Linked DNA regions of Mus musculus: region 2 is linked to region 1. The links are chromatin contacts, called in public promoter capture Hi-C maps. All regions are on one chromosome and are shown on one strand. The core of a region is the stretch at or near the end of the contact, and the rest is flanking DNA. Distances in the headings are between cores, read along the strand shown. Region 1 holds the start of Lrp5 (low density lipoprotein receptor-related protein 5). Region 2 holds the start of Tcirg1 (T cell, immune regulator 1, ATPase, H+ transporting, lysosomal V0 protein A3).

What was found. Capture Hi-C pulls out chosen DNA fragments and counts their contacts.
Region 2: a contact with region 1 is called in a promoter capture Hi-C map of liver. A contact is called at or near these places in 1 of 39 promoter capture datasets (cranial neural crest), 4 of 130 datasets of targeted methods (the 230-238 cell line, craniofacial prominence, embryonic stem cells and 1 more) and 2 of 9 other capture datasets (liver and pancreatic islet).

Annotation. Positions count from the first base shown.
Region 1 is chr19:3,684,749-3,688,146 of GRCm38.p6, forward strand. Lrp5 (low density lipoprotein receptor-related protein 5) reads right to left here and starts at 1,816. Exons shown (of 23, transcript NM_008513.3): 1 at 1,607-1,816. The coding sequence starts at 1,694. Gm36672 (a long non-coding RNA gene) reads left to right here and starts at 1,802. Exons shown (of 4, transcript XR_388279.4): 1 at 1,802-1,991.
Region 2 is chr19:3,905,563-3,908,960 of GRCm38.p6, forward strand. It overlaps Tcirg1 (T cell, immune regulator 1, ATPase, H+ transporting, lysosomal V0 protein A3), which reads right to left and starts at 1,571. Exons shown (of 20, transcript NM_001136091.2): 1 at 1,457-1,571. Ndufs8 (NADH:ubiquinone oxidoreductase core subunit S8) reads right to left here. Exons shown (of 7, transcript NM_001271443.1): 7 at 3,301-3,398. The coding sequence ends at 3,381.

The sequences.
Region 1 (3,398 bases), core at 566-3,065:
TTAGCTGCCCACTCACTCCCTTCTCTCCAGACTCCCAAAGCAAGAATCTCAGACAGACATTTGGGGGTCGCACAGCCAAAAACACTCAAATAAGAGCTTCAGGAAGATTCTTCTCTTTGCTTCCATTTTAGGCCTGGACTACCCCATCAGCTGGTACTCCTGGGGCCTGGCTTCCTAATGTTAAAATAATCGACTCTATTTTTGCCGCACACACCACCAAACTATAAAGATGTTCAATTTGGGATACCAGATGACAGGCTAGGGGATCCCAGAGTAATGTCAATCCTACCTAGGACAGGAAAGTCGGCTTACAAACCCCACCTTTAAAACAAATAGCTGCCCCATACCCCTTCTGCAGTCACGACCCAGGCATTTCCGGGAAGAGTAGAACTGGCCTGGACTTCCCACAGCCTGTCACAGTTTTGTCTTCGCCTTGTTTTGCTAACACCAGAGATGGCCTGAAAATGTAAACATGATCCCGAGGGAGACAAATTTAGGGGGAGACTCCCCAAGAGCCCTCTGGCTGAGCTTGAGAGCTCCAAGACTGGATGAAGCCAGCTCCCCTCGACCCCTCCCCCCAAACATAGGTGGAAGAGACTGCAGCCCAGGGAATCTGAGCACAGAGCCAGGCCCAGCCACCTCCCTCAAGTGTCTACCCTGGAAATACACAGGGGGACAGCTGTTCGCCTTAATAAGGCCCAGACAAAGGGACCTGAGGTTGTCCCCTACCCCGCCCCAAACTGCCATCACCACCACCCGGGAGTTCAAGAGTATCTGCCGGACCCTTGGACAGCCACACTCCAGAAAAACAAAACACAAACACCCGAAAACAATGATTTAGGTGGCAAGAGCCTTGCTTTAAAAACCACATGGCAATCTCCGAATTAAAAGAACATGTGTAGCGTTTCCAACTGCTTCGTTTCTCGAGAGTCCTCCTGACCTCAGCTCCACCCCTCAGGACACACCAAAAAAAAGTTAGAAAGTTCCCGAGCGGGCCACTTCCCTAAAGGTGGGTCCAACTGAGGCAGAACCATACCTCCCCACACCAAGGCACCCACGCAACCGATCTCGGGGCTGGGCACTGGTCAGCGGGGCTGGGTGCCTGGCCACCGCTTGGGGGCCCGAGCGGTCAGATGGGTCACTGGGGTCACGGGGACACCTGGCAGGTGTCAGTCGGTTTGGAAGGCTGACAGCCCACGCAGGTCAAAGCGACAGCAGCCCAGGGCCAGGCCGCCCCGCGCAGGGCTCTCCGAACTTCCTAGCTAGCAACTTCTGGCACTTCCCAGGGCTCGGTAGGCCGGCCGCCGCAAGCAGGCTCGCGAAAAGTTTTCCCAGTAGTTCGCGATAGGCCAGGCCTGTCCCGGGCCATCGCGATGCCCGTGGGCGCACTCCTGAGCGCGCCCGGCGTCCCGAGCCTTGGGCAGGTGAGGGCCCGCCCGCGCCGCACCTGGCGGGCTCGGTCCCCAGGGAGGGGCCCCGGCGGGAGAGACAAAGGGCCCGCGCGAGGTCCCCCGGCGCGTGGTCCCCCGGAGCGCGCTCCAACTCGTCCGCAACTTGCAAAGTGGCTGCTTGCGGCCCCGGCCATTGTCCCCCGCGCCCACCTTACCCGCGGCGGGGACCAAGCTGCAGTACAGCACCAGCAGCAGCAGCGGCGGCGGCGGCGGCGGAGGGGCCCGGGTCGGCGCCGTTTCCATGTCGTCCGGCGGCCGGGAGCGCCGCGCGCTCACTCGGGCTCCATGGCGCGCGCGGCGGCGGTGGATCCTCGCGGCTCCCGGCGCCTCTTGCTCCCGCCTCGGGCGCCGCGGCCCAAGACGACGCGGGAGGAGGGAGCGGAAGCCGAGCCGGTCTCCGCCCCCCGCGCCGCCCGCGCCCCCCGCCAAGCCGCGCCCTCCTGCGGGCGCCCGGGAGCCGGGCAGGCGGGTCTCTCCGGGCCCGCGACAGGAGAGGCCGGGCAAGCAGGTGGGTCACCTGCCAAGTCTCTGTACTGACAGGTGAGGAAACTGAGGCACGTGGAAGCATGACCCACACAGTCAGGAGGCCTCAGGGCTGGAAGCCAAAGGTCTCCGAAGCCAGCTTTGGGCTCTTTCACCACAACTGTAGCCACCTGGCCCAGAGACATACCGCCCCACTTGGGATGCACGCGGGAACAGGCGCAAAAGCGGATACTGCTGGAGGAACTGGGGGCTTTTACTTTTAGATTTACTTTTTGTTGTATGTGTATGAGTGTTTGCACGCATGTATGTGCACCACATGCGGGAAGGAAACCAGAATAGGGTGTGGGGGTCCCCTGGGACTGGAGTTAGAGGTGTGAGCCACCAGGTGACTGCAGGGAACCAAACCCAGGTCTCTAAAAGAGCAGTAAGTGCTTCTAACTGCTGAGCCTTCTCTCTCCGGCAGTGCTTTCTAGAACCTCACACCTTGGGCAGGCAGGTGTAGGTGAAATCATTTCATGTCCTTAGAAAGTAAGCTAATGGCAGTGTCCACCTTGCAAGGTAGAGAGGAAGGACAGAAGCTGAGGTGGTCAGGAGGGTGCCTCTGCCCTCCTGTGGTTTATGCTAGGAAGAGACAAAAATAAGAGCCCAAACAAAGGAGTGAGTAGCCGGGAAAGTGACATGGCGCTCAAGTGTGTATGACTTTACTTATAAGTCTGACATGGTGTCCAGCCTCGGGAGATTGAGGCAGGAGGCTTGCCATGAGTTTGAGGCCAGCCTGGGCTACCTGCGAGACCCTGTTTAAAAAGAGTTGATAGAGCCCTTGGTTCCCTAGTGTGCACAGCTCTCCCAGCGCTGCATAAACCGGACCTGATAAACAGAAGGAGCAAAAGGCAGGTCAAGGCTGGCCAGCAAGATGGCTCCCGTTGACCTAAGTTCAACCCTAGGATCGCAGAAGAAAAGAGAACTGACTCCCCAAACTTGTCTTCTAATAGGAAAACATGAAGACCAGGGACCAGCTAGTAGGGGGAGGGGACCCACACCAGGGTTCCAAGGGTCAGGGCAGAGATTTCAATGCGGAAGCAGGCCAGTGGTTCAGGAAGAGCAGTCTCCTGGGGTGGCTGTATCCAGTCTCTGACCGGAAGAGGAGTCAGGAGGTCTCAGGGGCAGTCAGGGGACTGGGGACTAGAGCAGCTAGTGTCCTTGCTGGTTCCTTCTCACCCAAGCCCAACCCCCATCCCCCCTCCACCTTCAACACAGAGCCAAGAGCACAACCCCCTTCTCTAGCCCCACTCTCACCCATCCCCCAAGGCCTTCCTCTTTCAGCCTTGATTTTTCTGAGGCCTCCTCTCCCTGCAGCCAGGGAGCTTGTTAAATAAGCCAGACCTCACCACTCCTCCCACCGGTCAGAGAGGAAGCTGAAGCCTTGGGCTCACACGGCCTGGCCTAGCCACACCTCCGTTACTT
Region 2 (3,398 bases), core at 321-2,820, 220 kb after region 1:
GCCACTGCCTGCTCCTTGGTAGCTACTGCTCTTCAGGTTCAGGATCTTGGGGACACCGTTTCCTCAGCTCTTAAACTGGCGTTGAGGGCTGGAGGTCACAAGTGGGGACACACATCGAGAGGAACTTCAGATACTAATGGGCCCAGCTTACTGCCTGGGTCTGCCCAGCAGACCACTTCCTCCCTAGGTCTGGTTTACTTAAGGGGAAACCACAGTCCTGTCCCCAGCTTGGGAAAGGAAAGAATTCAGATGGTAGTCAAGGGCTTCAGAAGAGCCAGGCCCTGCACAGGCAGGGGTGAGCAGGGAGGGCTGGGTGCACAGAGCCAGGGACTAAGTCTCTAGGGTCCTCCCCAAATTGTAAGCAGCTATGTGACACTGGGTAAGTCACTTGCCCTCTCTGGGCCTGTTTCCTCTTTGATTGAATTGGCCACCCCTGGCAGGAAAGATGTGAGTGAGGAGATAAACGAAAAATCAGACTCCCCACATCTTACTTCTTTCTATAAACACCCCTTCCCCCCAATTCCTAGTGGACAACCCAGCCTTACGATTTTTTTGTTTGTCCGTTTTTCAAGAAAGGATTTCTCTGTGTAGCCTTGACTGTCCTGGAACTGGCTCTGGGGATCAGACTGGCCTTGAACTCAGAGATCAGCCCACCTCTGCCTCCTGAGTGCTGGGATTAAAGGCTTGTGCTACCACCACTCCTCCTATCCTGGCCTTAATTTATAAATGGGCCAACCCAGGTGGAGTAAGGTGAAGTCTAAGGTCACATGGCCAACTAGAACCACACCACAGAGGGGTCTGTCCCAGACAGAGGGACGCTGCTCTGACTTGGCACATCCTGCCTAGTCCCAGCGCCATAACCACCAGCACTCGGGTGCTCCAGCCAAGGGATGCTAGACATGTACATGCAAGACAAACGGAAGTTCCCCCATGCTCCCTGCAGACAGTCCACATTACATACCTTGATTTTGTTACTAGGTCCTGTCCTGTAATCTGCGAGCTAGACCCACACACACCACTCGCGATCTGGCCTTCCCCTGAGGCCCCGGTGTTCTGCCTTACTCCTGCACCCCCTTTCCTAGTCTTCCTTCAACCCCTGCCTTTTCTCCCAGACCCTGCTCTTCGGAGGATGAGGAGAGGGGCTGGAGTCTGCCTTGAGCCCGGCCACTTCCTAGTAGGATGGCTTCCGTTTCCTCATCTGTAGAATGGGTCCCTCGTTCAGAGCCAGACGCAGCAGGGGCCTCCATGAGCTCAGGCTCTGAAGTTTCCCGGAGCTAGCAACCTATCCTCTGCTTCTCCTTGCGGCCTGCCTGCATCCCAGACTGCCTGACACGGTCGCGTGGCCTCTGAGTTGCCTCCACCCGGAGTCGGGCAGGGCGCCTGGACCCTTGTCCAGGCGGAGGAAGAAGCAGTTGGTAGGCAGGGCTGGGGTTCCTCAGTTTAGCAGGACACTCACCCAGGTGGACTCTTCGCTCAACTTCGGCTTAGGATCTGAGCCCGCCCTCCGGCCAGTGCAGCTCACTCCAGCTTCGAAATACCGGAGTGGGTGTGGCCTGTGACGGCCTGCCCACTGCCCGCCCTGTCCCGCCCCCCACTGAGTTCGGGCGCGGGGTGGGGGTGGGGGTGAGGGCGGTGTCTGGACGCCCCGGAATCGTTTAATCCCGGGAATCGGGAGATAACCGACAAAAAAATCCCGATAATCGGGAGATGACAGGTAGGACCTTAAGGATAGGCCACCTTCACCTTCCTAGTACGTACAATCTGCTTCAAGCTACTTCGCTATTGTGCAAGATCGGCTGCTACCCAACCTCACCCAGCTCAGACTATGCTGGGTAAGGGTGGGCCCACGCTATGGGCCCCTCTCCACTGGCAGCAGGGTGTTGGTTGGGCCAGTCTCTGCGGAGGAACTTGACCCAGGAGCCTGGAGACTCCAGAAGTGCCTCAACCTCCTTCCTAGCCCTTGAGGTATGGAAACTGGGATTCAGGACCATTCAGCTGCCTGTACTTTGGACAGGCTGGACTGTACCCAATGGGGACCAGAGGGACAAGGGGCCCCTCAGCTGTGCTGACCCTTGAGCCCCATTCAATAAACAAGGGCTCTAATGTGTGGGGGGAGTATAGAATGGAAGCCTAAGGCAACCTGAAAACTGAGTCGAAGTGGGTAGGTATCCCCAGAAAACAGGTATGACATGGGTCTGAGGTGACTTGGTGAGGACCCTCACACAAGTGTACCAGGGGGCACAAGCCAGTGCTCTTCACTGTGGGGGAACAGACAACAGACGGGCCATAAAGCTGTAGTTGTGAATACAGTAGAAGTGTACATAAGAATAGGAGAACCAAGCTAGCAGCAGTCCCGTCCCCCCCCCCACACACACAATGTGTGTGTGCCCACACAGGGTCGGGGTAGAGGTGAGGGCGGTGTCTGAAACGGTAACAAGTATAACACCCACACTTGGGAGGAGTCAGAGAACTTAGTGGGCAAAGGGGATGTAGTAGCCAGAGGCAAGGCCAGCTCAGAGGCAGCAGGACCTATGTCATTCCCTTGTGACTGTCACCCCCTAGCAAGCTTCCTGTTCCCCAAAGGACACCCTGACCTTAGGGATGTTGGGTGCAAGTGTGCGGCTACACTCCCCGTGCAGGCACCCATGGAGGCCTGAGGTGAGCAGCAGGAATTTTCCTCAGTTGGCCACCTGTTGCACTCAGTTTTTGAGCCAGTCTCTCTCACTGAACCTGAAACTTGCCATTTTGATTAAGTTTGGCTAGCCAGGGACTCTGGGATCCACTTGACTCCATCCTCCAGCAGAGGGTCACAGACATGTGGCCACACTAAGCTTTTCTGTGCAATCTCAGGATAAGAATAACTCATTTACTCAGCCTCCTTCCTACTCAGCCTCCTCCTGAGGCTCTTGATGGACTCAAGCAGAGCCTGGAAAGGATCCAAGTCCAAACTGTAGCGATGGACAGCCAAGAAAACAGAAGACCTGGACCTCACCTCTCAGACACCCAACACCAATGGGGACAACAGGCCCCTGGTGACCTGCACTGCCAGGCTGTGGGAAAAAGCCCAGATGTGTGATACGGTTCTGGGTAGTATTGCCGATCACAAAGAGGCCTGGTAGGCCTGTGCACCATAGAGGATGGCTGGGTTCTGCATTTGCTAGACTTTGGGGCAGGTGAGTGGCTGGAACCCACTGAGAGAGCGATGCAGCAGGCCATGCACACCTGGTCTGGCTGGAGCAAACCAGATGCCCCTGGCTGCGTGGGGTAGATTCTGCCCTAGAAATGGAACAACACAACAGGTAGCTGTGGGATCATAGTTTCTTTATGGGCTAAAGGGGCCACAAGGCTGAGCCAGGTGGCCAAGGTCACCAGTGGTCTGGTCACCGGTACAGGTAGTC